Linked DNA regions of Mus musculus: regions 2 and 3 are each linked to region 1. The links are chromatin contacts, called in public Hi-C and HiChIP or PLAC-seq maps. All regions are on one chromosome and are shown on one strand. Each heading gives the region's core, a stretch centred on a gene start, on an enhancer-like site or on the middle of the called end of the contact. The rest is flanking DNA. Distances are from core to core; before and after follow the strand shown. Region 1 holds the start of Mia2 (MIA SH3 domain ER export factor 2). Region 2 has its middle 25 kb from the start of Fbxo33. Region 3 overlaps Mia2 (MIA SH3 domain ER export factor 2).

The links. A called contact is a pair of places that touch in the nucleus more often than the background predicts. HiChIP or PLAC-seq counts read pairs in DNA pulled down with a chosen protein or histone mark.
Region 2: a Hi-C map of liver shows a contact between it and region 1, with 3 times the contacts expected there. The contact joins the enhancer-like site here to the promoter of Mia2 in region 1. A contact is called at or near these places in 3 of 39 promoter capture datasets (embryonic stem cells, macrophages and neutrophils), 2 of 484 Hi-C or Micro-C datasets (liver and nephron progenitors) and 3 of 9 other capture datasets (adipose tissue, liver and pancreatic islet).
Region 3: an H3K27ac HiChIP or PLAC-seq map of embryonic stem cells shows a contact between it and region 1, with 5 read pairs. The contact joins the enhancer-like site here to the promoter of Mia2 in region 1. A contact is called at or near these places in 1 of 39 promoter capture datasets (macrophages), 3 of 115 datasets of contacts at active chromatin or transcription factors (embryonic stem cells, intestinal crypt epithelium and intestinal villus epithelium) and 3 of 9 other capture datasets (adipose tissue, liver and pancreatic islet).

The regions. Positions count from the first base shown.
Region 1 is chr12:59,093,707-59,097,498 of GRCm38.p6, reverse strand. It overlaps Mia2 (MIA SH3 domain ER export factor 2), which reads right to left and starts at 1,908. Exons shown (of 30, transcript NM_001368839.1): 1 at 1,585-1,908. The coding sequence starts at 1,699. It also overlaps the pseudogene Rpl21-ps3.
Region 2 is chr12:59,192,928-59,196,719 of GRCm38.p6, reverse strand. No RefSeq gene overlaps it. Among named protein-coding and RNA genes, the nearest start is that of Fbxo33, 25 kb to the left of the region's middle. Within about 2 kb of position 1,774, at least 21 of the 459 cell types and tissues checked have an H3K27ac peak or open chromatin away from gene starts, as enhancers often do. A contact at or near this core is called in liver, where this site is marked.
Region 3 is chr12:59,171,460-59,175,251 of GRCm38.p6, reverse strand. Mia2 (MIA SH3 domain ER export factor 2) reads right to left here. Exons shown (of 30, transcript NM_001368839.1): 23 at 2,660-2,727; 24 at 1,064-1,146. Among named protein-coding and RNA genes, the nearest start is that of Gm24233, 39 kb to the right of the region's middle. Within about 2 kb of position 2,176, at least 5 of the 459 cell types and tissues checked have an H3K27ac peak or open chromatin away from gene starts, as enhancers often do. A contact at or near this core is called in embryonic stem cells, where this site is marked.

The sequences.
Region 1 (3,792 bases), core at 659-3,158:
CTTGTGAGGCAGAGGCAAGTGGATTTCTGAGTTCGAGGCCAGCCTGGTCTACAGAGTGAGTTCCAGGACAGCCAGGGCTACACAGAGAAACCCTGTCTCGAAAACAAAACAAACAAACAAAAAAACAAAAAACAAAAACAAAACAAAACAAAAATTCCTGGGGCTGGAGAAGTGACTCAGCAGATGGGAACACTGGCTGCTCCTCTAGAGGACCTGCATCCAATTCCCAGCACCCACATTGTGACTCATTGTCATTTGTGGCTCTAGTCTAGTCTAGTCAGAATGCTCTCTGGCCTCTGGGGCACCAGGCACACACCCAATGCCTTTACATGCGTGGAGGCATACACTAATACACACAAAACAGAGGTAAATAAATCATTAAATATACTTGCATGTCTTAGACATTTTTGTGTCACATATTGCATTTTAATTTACATTTTGCAAAATTAGACATAATTTTCATCTTGAAAAGATAGGAATTTTTTCAGGAACTCTAAGATGAGGATATCTTTTTTCCTGTTGTCCTTTTGAGACAAAGAACTCATTGTGTAGATCAAGCTGGCCTGGAACTAGAGCTCTGCCTACTTCTGCCTCCTGGTGCCATTATACTTGGCAGAATAAAATTATTTTGCAGTTATGTAGATACCAAAAAATTAAGTTCTTGGGGCTGGGGACATGACGAAGTGGTTAAGAGCCTCTAATCCTCTTGCAGACCCACGTTCAGTTCCCAGCACTATGTGGAAGCTCGTAACTGTCTGTAATTCAAGTTCCAGGGAATCCAATGCCCTCTTCTGGGTTCTATGAGCACTAGGCACATATGTGGTGTATGTATATGTATGTATGTGTGTGTATATATATATATATATATATATATACATACATGCAAAATACCCATATATATAAAATAAAAATAAACAAAGTAGAAATTAATGTCTCTTCATAGAGACTTAAGAAAGTTTCATATTAAATGTTATACATCATACACACACATTGAAACACTTATTTTAGCATTTTTACATAATAAACTGACACAAATGATTAGCATTTGATAAAATTTGGACATCTAAACAGTTTTCAAAATGATGGTTTGAAGTAAAAACATTTTGGGGGAAACTCATGAGAATCGGAAAGTTCTGATTGTGAAATAGAAACTAACCCATATGAGCTTCATCGACAGTGAGTTAACAAACTGCCCGATGGCTTTCCAAACAACTCAATTATCTTTAAAACAAAACAAAACAAAACAAAACAAAACAAAACAAAACAAAAATGGCTAAAAAGCTGGTTATTTAGTTTTTGACACACGAATTAATACTATCTCTACCATAGTTCTATCAGTGTAATTTTTGTCTTTATGCTTATGTTAACATATAAATTATTAAATTTATTAAATGTGTAAAATTTATAATTATGCTGCCACAAAATGCTTTGCTTCTAGAATTCCCTTTTTCGCCTGAAGCTATACTTTATAATTCAAATAGCCATCAATACTACTAACATTGACTTTTTGCCCCACAAGTTCACCGTGAGATTTAATGTGATTTTAGAACTCAGTGTAAGAGAGAATAAGAAAAGCGAACTTACTTTCACATTCCAAGTCACCACACTTCTTAAGGTGTGCCAGCAACTTTGTACCCTCCAGACACTTGGCCAGAGAAACAACCAAAAGAAGGATTCTTTGAACACTGACTTCCGCCATGCCTAAACAAGCCACCAAGGATCCTGGACAAGCGTTAGAATGTTAGGCGGCAGGCATGCCAGAAAAACAGCCCATGCGACGCTCCCTTCCGTAGCGCAAGAGGAAAAAGCTGTGTATTCTTCAATCCCTTCGTAGCTACATTTTCCCGATGGGGCGCTGGCCCAGCTTCAGAAATTAACACTCTCTGGTCTCAGTCTGCAGAGTCAGGTAGCCGGATGATACCGAAGGGCTTAATAATTAACAGGGGTTTTAGCCGGACCAATGTGTTATAAAGTAGCCCATGTGAAACTGACTCACTTAAAGGCACCCTGTGCTCGGTCTGACGGTTCTTAAGCCTCCAAAGAAGGTACCTCAATCTCTGCCACAGTCTTCAGGCAGATGAGTCAATGAGTACAAACCAAATATTTACTACATGCAGGTTCTACCTTCAAAAGAGAAGGTATAGAGCCAGAAAATAGCTCAGTTAATAAGTACTCTTATCATGAAGCCTGATAACCTGAGTTTAATATTACCCAGGACCCACTTGGTAAAAGGACAGACTTGATTCCAGAAGTGGCAGTCTGATCTACACTCATTCACACACACACACACACACACACACACACACACACACACACACACACTCACACCGACTGACAGAAAGGGTATATGTGTAAATGATAAATGTAATTTTAAAAGTTAAACGCATAATCAAAAATGAATTTATTGTTTTTGGGGGAAAAAACTTCAAATACATTAACCAGAAACAATTGCCATACCTGTGACATTAAAAAGAAGATGTATAGTTATATAAAAAGCATTATCAATTTATGTCAAAAGTATGATTTTGAAATATGATGAAATTATCAGAAAAGCTATTCCTTTGGGTATGTTAAAAAATCTTCAGTGTTGTTATGAAGTCACAGTTAGAATAATAGTTAAAACATAATAACTATTACTATGATCCACATATTATTTGAAGTGCCTAGATAATGTGAGTAGTTCTTGATGTGATCTCAACTTTACACCAGCTCTCTGGGACCGGTGACATTATCACCTTAATATTTGCACATAAGCCACAGTAGACACAGGCTAAGCTATCCAATATCATGAAGTGAGTGAAGAATAAATCTAAACGTAGGTGCTGTGGTAGAGCAACACACAAGCTACTGTGTGTTTTTAAGTCATCTCTTGTGAGAAAACAGAAATAGAGAGTTATTCCACACATTAAAAATTAAACGTGGCTTTCGGCCGCCGCAGCCATCTTCCAGTAACTCGCCAAAATGACGAACATAAAGGGAAAGAGGAGAGGCACCCGGTACATGTTCTCTAGGCCTTTTAGGAAACATGACGTTGTTCCTTTGGCCACATACATGCGAATCTACAAGAAGGGTGATATTGTAGACATCAAGGGAATGGGCACTGTTCAAAAAGGAATGCCCCATAAGTGCTACCGCGGCAAAACCGGAAGAGTCTACAATGTCACCCAGCATGCCGTGGGCATCATTGTAAACAAGCAAGTTAAGGGCAAAGTTCTGGCCAAGAGGATCAATGTGCGGATTGAGCACATCAAGCACTCAAAGAGCAGGGACAGCTTCCTGAAGTGGGTGAAGGAGAACGACCAGAAGAAAAAGGAAGCCAAAGAGAAGGGCACCTGGGGGCAGCTGAAGTGTCAGCCTGCACCACCCAGAGAAGCACACTTTGTGAGGACTAACGGAAAAGAGCCTGAGCTGTTGGAGCCCATTCCATACGAATTCATGGCCTAATGTACACAAAGAAATAAAATACCAGCACAAAAAAAAAAAAAAATTAAACGTGTATTTCTAAAAGTGGAGGGAAAGTGAGATGAGAAAATTCTGAAAATGTTTCCCTGAAGAGTGGAAATGTGATTTCAGGATGTATTCTCCTTTAGAGATTTCCTTAGTAAAAGCCAATAAGCATCTGTCATTTAAAAATAAGTTGTGAAAATCATTTTGTCATTTGAATGTTGCTATTGCTTTAAAAGGGTCAAAGTCCTATATTGGGAAATTCTGTTTAAGGGAACTAGATCTGAAGGTCCTTGGGTCCCAAGGTAGCACATTCCACTTCAGTGCCAGACAGAAATAAAACAAATA
Region 2 (3,792 bases), core at 525-3,024, 99 kb before region 1:
CTGACCAAGTTTGTTAACATACTCGCTGACCGCTCTTGTATTAAATAAACTATTTTGGCACCTGTAGGTCATTATGTGACACGTTTCTCCAAAATAAGGAGATTAAATTCTTTTGACTTAGTGTAGTCCTTGGAAAAAATGTTAATAACTAAACTGTAATTTTTATTAAAATACCACATAGAAAAATGAGAGTTTCAGATTTCTAAGTTAATGCAAAAATAAAACATGCTCTTATGGACATTATTTGAACATGTAAAGTTAACACGTTTAGTAATTTCAGAAATAATCAAGAGGGGACTTAAATGCCGAATCAGCCAAATGGGAATAGGCAATTGCTTCTGATGGGATTTAATGATCCTGAGAAGGGAGTCTATGTCTGGTACTGAAAGCCCAGTCAGAAGTCTGGCCTGGGAACACAGAGACCACAGACACTCTCGCCACGGGAGGGAGTTCAAGTCTGGTGCAGTAAACATGGTTGAAATCCCAAAGCCTAGAAATCAGCTGTTATTCTGCTGAATGGACCTCTGCCATATGGACACCAGATTGCCTTCCAAATAGTTATGTTTCTATCCATAGGGGAGCAGTGCTGTCCTCTGCTTAGACAAGCTCCCGTTTGCCATGGGTAGCAGTAACTACAGAGACTCGTAACTTGTCAAAGTGGTAAATGCTCAACCATTTACTGTCTCCAGAACATGGCTGTTCTACCTAATCCTGACCTGAACTGAACTCACTACAGGAGGTAGGAGAACTTTTCAGAGCTGATGATATATAACACAGTATAAATTCAAATGAGACTACACAGCATGCCATCTGTTAGAGTAGTCATGAAGTTGCAGGTCACGTGCAGCGACATTATTTATAATCTGGTTCATTGGAGATTTTTTTTCTTCTTTTTTTTTTTTTTTTTTTTTTTTTGGTTTTTCGAGACAGGGTTTCTCTGTGTAGCCCTGGCTGTCCTGGAACTCACTCTGTAGACCAGGCTGGCCTCAAACTCAGAAATCTGCCTGCCTCTGCCTCCCAAGTGCTGGGATTAAAGGTGTGTACCACCACGCCCGGCTTTTTTTCTTTTCTTTCCTTTTTGGAGATTTTTTTTTACAGCCTTTCAGCACGGCGTTTTTGAGTATTAAGCAGTGTAATCTTGCTGTTTTCAGACGTTTCTGATATTCTGGCACGTTTCCCTGTTACCTTTGCCTCATGCTCATAGATCTAGCTGGAGAGATGAAGGGCCTTTCGTTCATGCTGACCTACATCCTCTTGAGCTTCAGTGTTGGTTCTATAAACCAAATTACAAAGACCTGCTTCCTAAATCTAAAACAAAAATGAAAACACCAGCTGCAACTGCTTTACGGAGTTATTTTGAAGAAGTATGAAACATCAGATGCAAAAATCAGTTTCTCCTAACATTCAGAGGCCTAGAGGGGTCAGGAATCCTGGTTACCACTCCAGCCTCATGTTACATAAGCATCTGTCCGACAGTTAACCAGTGCCCCGTGACCTCTGAGCTCTGATAGGAAGAGGGCAACTTCCAAGCACTGCTTACTATTTGAATACAAAACAAATTCTCTAAGAATAAACATCTATTTGCTTTAACCAAGATATCGGCTTCACAGGTATGTGCATGAAGGAGTGTTACCTCATTTTTAGTACACTTATAACCCTAAGATCCTCCTATATATCTTTTTTCCAAATACTTTCTGTTCCCCACCCCACCCCACCCCCAAAAAAACACAACAAACAAAACTAATCACAAGGCTAGAGACTTGACTCGGCACTTGAGCGCTCCCACTGCTCTTGTAGCAAACTCCAGTTTGATTTCCAGCACCCTTATCAGGTGGCTCACAAATGACTACAACTCCAGTTCCGGAGGATCCAACACCTTCTGGCCTCTGCTAGCACCTACACACTATGGTGCACGTAAATCCACTCAAACAGATGTACATACGTTTAAAAAAAGTAACAGAGTAACAGTACTATCAGTCACTGCATGCATTTAACCGTCCTCTAGATAAGAGCCTTAGCTCTCTGCCCAGGCACTTACCCATTTATACATTCAAATACTGCCAGAAAAGCAAGAGACAACCTTAGGCCTGCTGAAATTTAAATTTAAAATAAAATTAAATACTGGTGTTTGACATTATACAGACTAAATACTGTGTAGCCTGAAGACGTGGCACCTAAGCTGAGGAGGACTTACAAAGGGAAGCAGGGCGAGGCACAGCCCAGGAGTGACCAGCTTCTGGTAATACAGTTCATGCCACTACACACTGGAAAGCTTTGAAATTCTTACACAAAGAAATACTCCCATTTCTCAAACGAGGCTGAATCACATTTCTGTCTTACAAGAGCCCCCCCCCCTTCTTCCCCTCACTGTAACACACAGTAAGTTTATGTTCTTCAGAGCTTGTTTTAGGGGGGCTCTCAAATTTAAAACAAAAACCAAACCAAAAAAAGAGAGAAAGTTTTCTAACACTCCTAGCAAGTTCTGTGAAAATAGCTGAGAAAAAAATATATATGTGTGGTTTATGTTGTGAAAACAAAGCCTTAAGTTGTTTCTTAACTTACAGTTAAGAAAGCTTACAGTGAACCTGGAACTACTTCTGCAGATACAACAATTATCAACAAAGTTCACAAAACAACTCTATAGCTTCCTAACCCTATGTGCCGCAGGATATTTGGTTACACTGTGAACCCTGGGACTGTGTTCCTTACTAAGAAAATAACGTTTCTGGTTGTGCTGTATCTCAGCCCTTAGCACACACCTTTAATCCCTCTGGCTGGAATACAGACTCACCTTTGCACACATCTTTAATCCCAATGAAGTTAGTTAGTTTGTAAAAGGAAGCACCCATGTTTGAAAGTGATGTCTAAGTGGCAAGCAAAGTGATGAATCAGCGAAAGATTTGACAGAACAGGATATTCCCAACTTTCAAGAAAGGAGGGGCAACTTAAGAGAGAACAGCACAGAGAAATAAAGGGGGAGAAGGCTATTTTACTGGCAGGGTTTTACACAGACAGGTCGCAGGGGGAACAGGCTCCACACAGGTGAAGACAGAATGAGCCAGAGAATGAGAAGGAGCCAGAAGATTTTTAACAGATTGCCAGAGTTAGTTTAAAGCCAAGCAGAGCAAAGTCAGAGGCTGAAAGAGAAGCCACATTGAATCAGTCAGCTTGGAGAGGAGTTTGAGCCACAACAGCTGAGTTGAACCAGCCAGCCAAAGATCAGAAAGAACTAGAAAGATGAATTTATCCAGCAGTAAGGCTTAGAAGCCAAAAACATTCTTGGCCTAGACAAGATTACACAGAGACTAGAAGCTTCTAGGACCAGCCCTGGATTAGCAGACTGAGGCAGTAAGCCTCCAAGATGACAATCACTATCAAGCAAATTAAAAGATACTTTTACACTTACCTACAAGTAAACTTTAAAAGTCTTTTCAACAAACCTACTACCAAAGAATGTAATTTTTTTCTGACCCAAATTCTAACAAATTCCTAAAAGTCAATACAAAACACAAGAAAGTGTATGCAAAAAGTATTACTCTTCATTTTTTTTTAACTTTTAATTTTTGTGTGTGTGTGTGTGTGTGTGTGTGTGTGTGTGTGTGTGTGTGTGTGCATGCATGCACACGCGTGCGTGTGTGTTCAAGGAGGCCAGAGGCATCAGATCCTGTGGAACTGCAGTTAGAGAAGGTTGTGGCTAAGCTGACATTGGGCCATGAGAGCCTAATTCATAACAGCTGAGCCATCTCTCCAGCGCTAGTTCCAAGAAAGGTTAGTTACAAGTGCCTTCACAAA
Region 3 (3,792 bases), core at 927-3,426, 77 kb before region 1:
AAATACATAAAATACTCCAAAGAATCAGAGTCGCTTTTGTATCCCTATAAATAAAAGACTCAGTTACATGCCATCACGCATGCAGTAAGTTTCTCTGTATTTCAGATGACCAAGAGCTTAATCACTGCCAACTTGTGGTTACGCTTCTAATGGTCACAAAACAGCAACAAAAAATGAACGTAAACATCAAGAAACCCACACTTCAAACACAGTAAGTCTTATAAAGTGCACCTGTCACCCAAATCGTTCATAGAAAGATCCCAGCACGGTTTACCTCTCCTCAGACACCTACCCTGGGTTGCACTAAAATCCCTTGTAGACTTGTCCCACTCCAAACTTTCCTACTACTTAAAATCTACACTAATCTGATATTTTAGCATGTAAGACATAGTTACATTTTAATGAAAGTTGACTCTCAAAATTTGATGACTTCCAAGGTTATTAAAAGTAGATTCCACCTATAAAGATTTCTTTTCATAACTACAGGAGCTTAATTCCACTTCAACTGTGCAAATGTTTAACTCAATAATAAACGGGCTGAGATACCAACTGCATCTTTAAAGGGCTAACCCTCCCTGGGATAATTACAGTAATGACACTTTAGCCTAAGGTTGCCCTGCCTTTTAAGTTACTACCTCAGGCATTTCTTGAAGAGCTATGCTAATTCTCACTTTAATCAAGCACATTTCCAAGTATTATTAATATGTAAACAGTCAAAATGCTATTCCACTTAAGTATTTCTCATTCATTGTCTCAAAAATTAGCTACTGGTAATTTTTATTAAGAGCACTGGGCTTTTCAAGGAGTTGACAACACTAAATATCTGTCCTGAGATCTACTGAAAAGGGGAGGTACCAATCATTTTCATTATTGTTAGCAAAACAAAACCCAGAAACTTAAGATTTAATGAAATAGTTTCAAATAGAAAGCTGGCTACAAATTACAAAGTACTGTTAACTGAAAATGTTAACTTACACTAATGTACACTATATATGCTATATATATATATATTAAAGATATATAATATGTATTTCAAACAAGGGGTTTAAAAAAAAAAGACTACCTCTGCCAAATGCTGTGTTTGGAACATCAAGTGCATAAGGATCTTTTTCTAAAAGTTCAAATTTAAACTCTGTTTCAGTTAATCTGCAAATAAAGAACAAACATCTCTAGTTACTCATCCAAAAGAAACACATTTTAACCAAAGGCCTCTTCCAAACCAGCTGCTCTCACAAACTCAACATCTGCAGAGAGAGAGGGCCTCACGTGCTCTGCCCAGATGCCTGCCACAACCGCACACTGACTTGGGGTGACTGGCTTCTTGTCGGAGCACTGACCTTTGGAACTATTGGCTCTTTAAAATTAGACTGGTAGCGATAGCTCAAAGAGTCTACATTCTAAAGTAGGAGAACCATTCAAGATGAACCAATGCAAATATATCATTTTATAACAAAGGAAACTGAGGCGGGGAGTTTAACTGACCCATTGTAAATGAAAAGGCCACACTGCAGCACAGAACCCCGCCCCTGAGTTACCTATACTGCCCTTGGGAAATTGGAAATCCCATTAAGTGACTCTACTACTTTATTTCTAAACTTTGTATCTTTAAATGTCATATTTTTAAACAAATGTTATTAGTACCTGAACCTTACACCTAGAATAATACAACTGTCTGACTTTAATTTCTGAGTTACAAGCCAGCAGGTGCTAGTTTTTACTGATGCTGTAAGTACAGTTGGCAGGCCAGCCCAACACTCACTGCTGCCAGCCTGAGAAGAGCATTTACCTGTCCCTTTTATTCTTTCTTTCACTGTTCCTTCTGTACAACATTGACTCCCAACAACAGCAACCCGCGGGCTGAGACAATAAGCACTTTATCCTCCCACAGTGAAGAACAAGAAGTTCTAAGCTTCACTGTGCGGGAGAGACACACCCTCTCTTTCACACACTCTCTTTTCTGTCCACTCATACTGGTTTAATTTTTTTTATCAGATATTTCCTTTACTTACATTTTAAACATTATCTCCTTTCTCGGTCGCTCCCACCTCCAAAAACCTCTTATTCCATCCCCTCCTCCCCCTGCTTCTGTGAGGGTGCTCCCCCACCCACCCCTGCCTCCTTGCCCTGGCATTCCCCTATACTGGGGCATCAAGCCTTCACAGGACCAAGGGCCTCTCCTCCCGACAAGGCCCGCCTCTGCTACATGTGGGCTGGAGCCAGGGTTTCCTCCGTGTACTCTTTGGTTGGTGGTTTAGGCCCTGGGAGCTCTTTAATTTTTTTTTTTTTTCAAGACAGGGTTTCTCTGTGTAGCCCTGGCTGTCCTGGACCTCACTCTGTAGACCAGGCTGGCCTGGAACTCAGAAATCCGCCTGCCTCTGCCTCCCAAGTGCTGGGATTAAAGGCGTGCGCCACCACCGCCCAGCAATTTAAGTTACACTTTTTACAGTGTAACTTGTAAAAGCTTCTTTAAAGTGCCACTGTAGTAGCCTAAAAAAGCATTTCAAACAAACAAAAAATAAATAAAACTTTTCACCTAGTAAAACTAGATATTTCATAAGAGATTCTGTGGGAACTACAATTTTTTATTTATTTTTATATAAATATTATATAATGAAGAAACTATTTCTAGCTTTTAAAGTATTCCCACAAAGACACTTACTTTTGTCTGTTGTGGGCATTTTCTTTTCTTAAATCATTGAGATTTCTTTCAAGAGTCCGAGCTGCCAGCTTGAAGAAAAATAATACACTTGAAATTTTATCTAAATAAACTTAAATCTAAGAGCAACAGAAATATCAGCATGATAGCATATAATATCATAACTGGAAATAGATATGAATCTGTATCTATTAAACTCAATGTAAAACATTTTAAATTTGGGGAAATAATTCAATAGAGGAATGAGTTTCATGCCAGTCAAAAGCATGAATCTGGACTCTAACAGGTACTTGTTAATGAATATTGCTGTCTAGATAAAAATCAGGGCCTAGAATTATTTGATGATGTACATATCCAATCATAAGAAGCATGCTGGCAGACAAGCTTAGGAAAGTCAATGGAAACACATGGTCATTATGTCCATAATTCTGGGAAACTACAAACACTTTCACAGAATGTCAACAGCGGTCATGTTTCTAATAACTAAATACAATCAATGTGTACCGCACATCTATTAAGTACAGAACAATGTACAAATACTATGTGTGTGTGTATATGTACGTGTGTGTGTGTTTGAGTGTGTGTGTGTGTGTGTGTGTGTGTGTGTGTGTGTGTGTGTGTGGTGTGTGTGTGTGTGGTGTGTGTGTGTGTTTGTTTTTCTGTGTTGGTAGTCTATTTATTAACAAAGGCTAAATATATGGTGTTCTACATACTTTTCAACCATTCTATGGACTCTACAGTTTAGCCACAGAATATATACAATATTAAATGGATCAAATGCAAAAAGTGGCTTACCATGCAAAGGTAGAAAAATAGCTAATAGTCTATAACCATCAACCACTCTACTTTCAATTTTGCTTTGACTTAAAACTGTAAAACATACATTAGAATTGACAGTAGCTAATGAACAAACTAAGCATTCACAGAAAACAAAGCTTAAATATATTTTAGTACTATCAACAAAGATTTTTATGTAAATTATTTTCCAATATGCAATCATAAAATCAATTTTGAACAAAAACGATTACACCAATAATGTTTCACCAATAACAACATTAGCCAGTAAAATGTAACAATTCACTGAACTGTTTTTAAATGTTATTTAGTTTTATAAGTGCACGTACTCTGGTTGATGT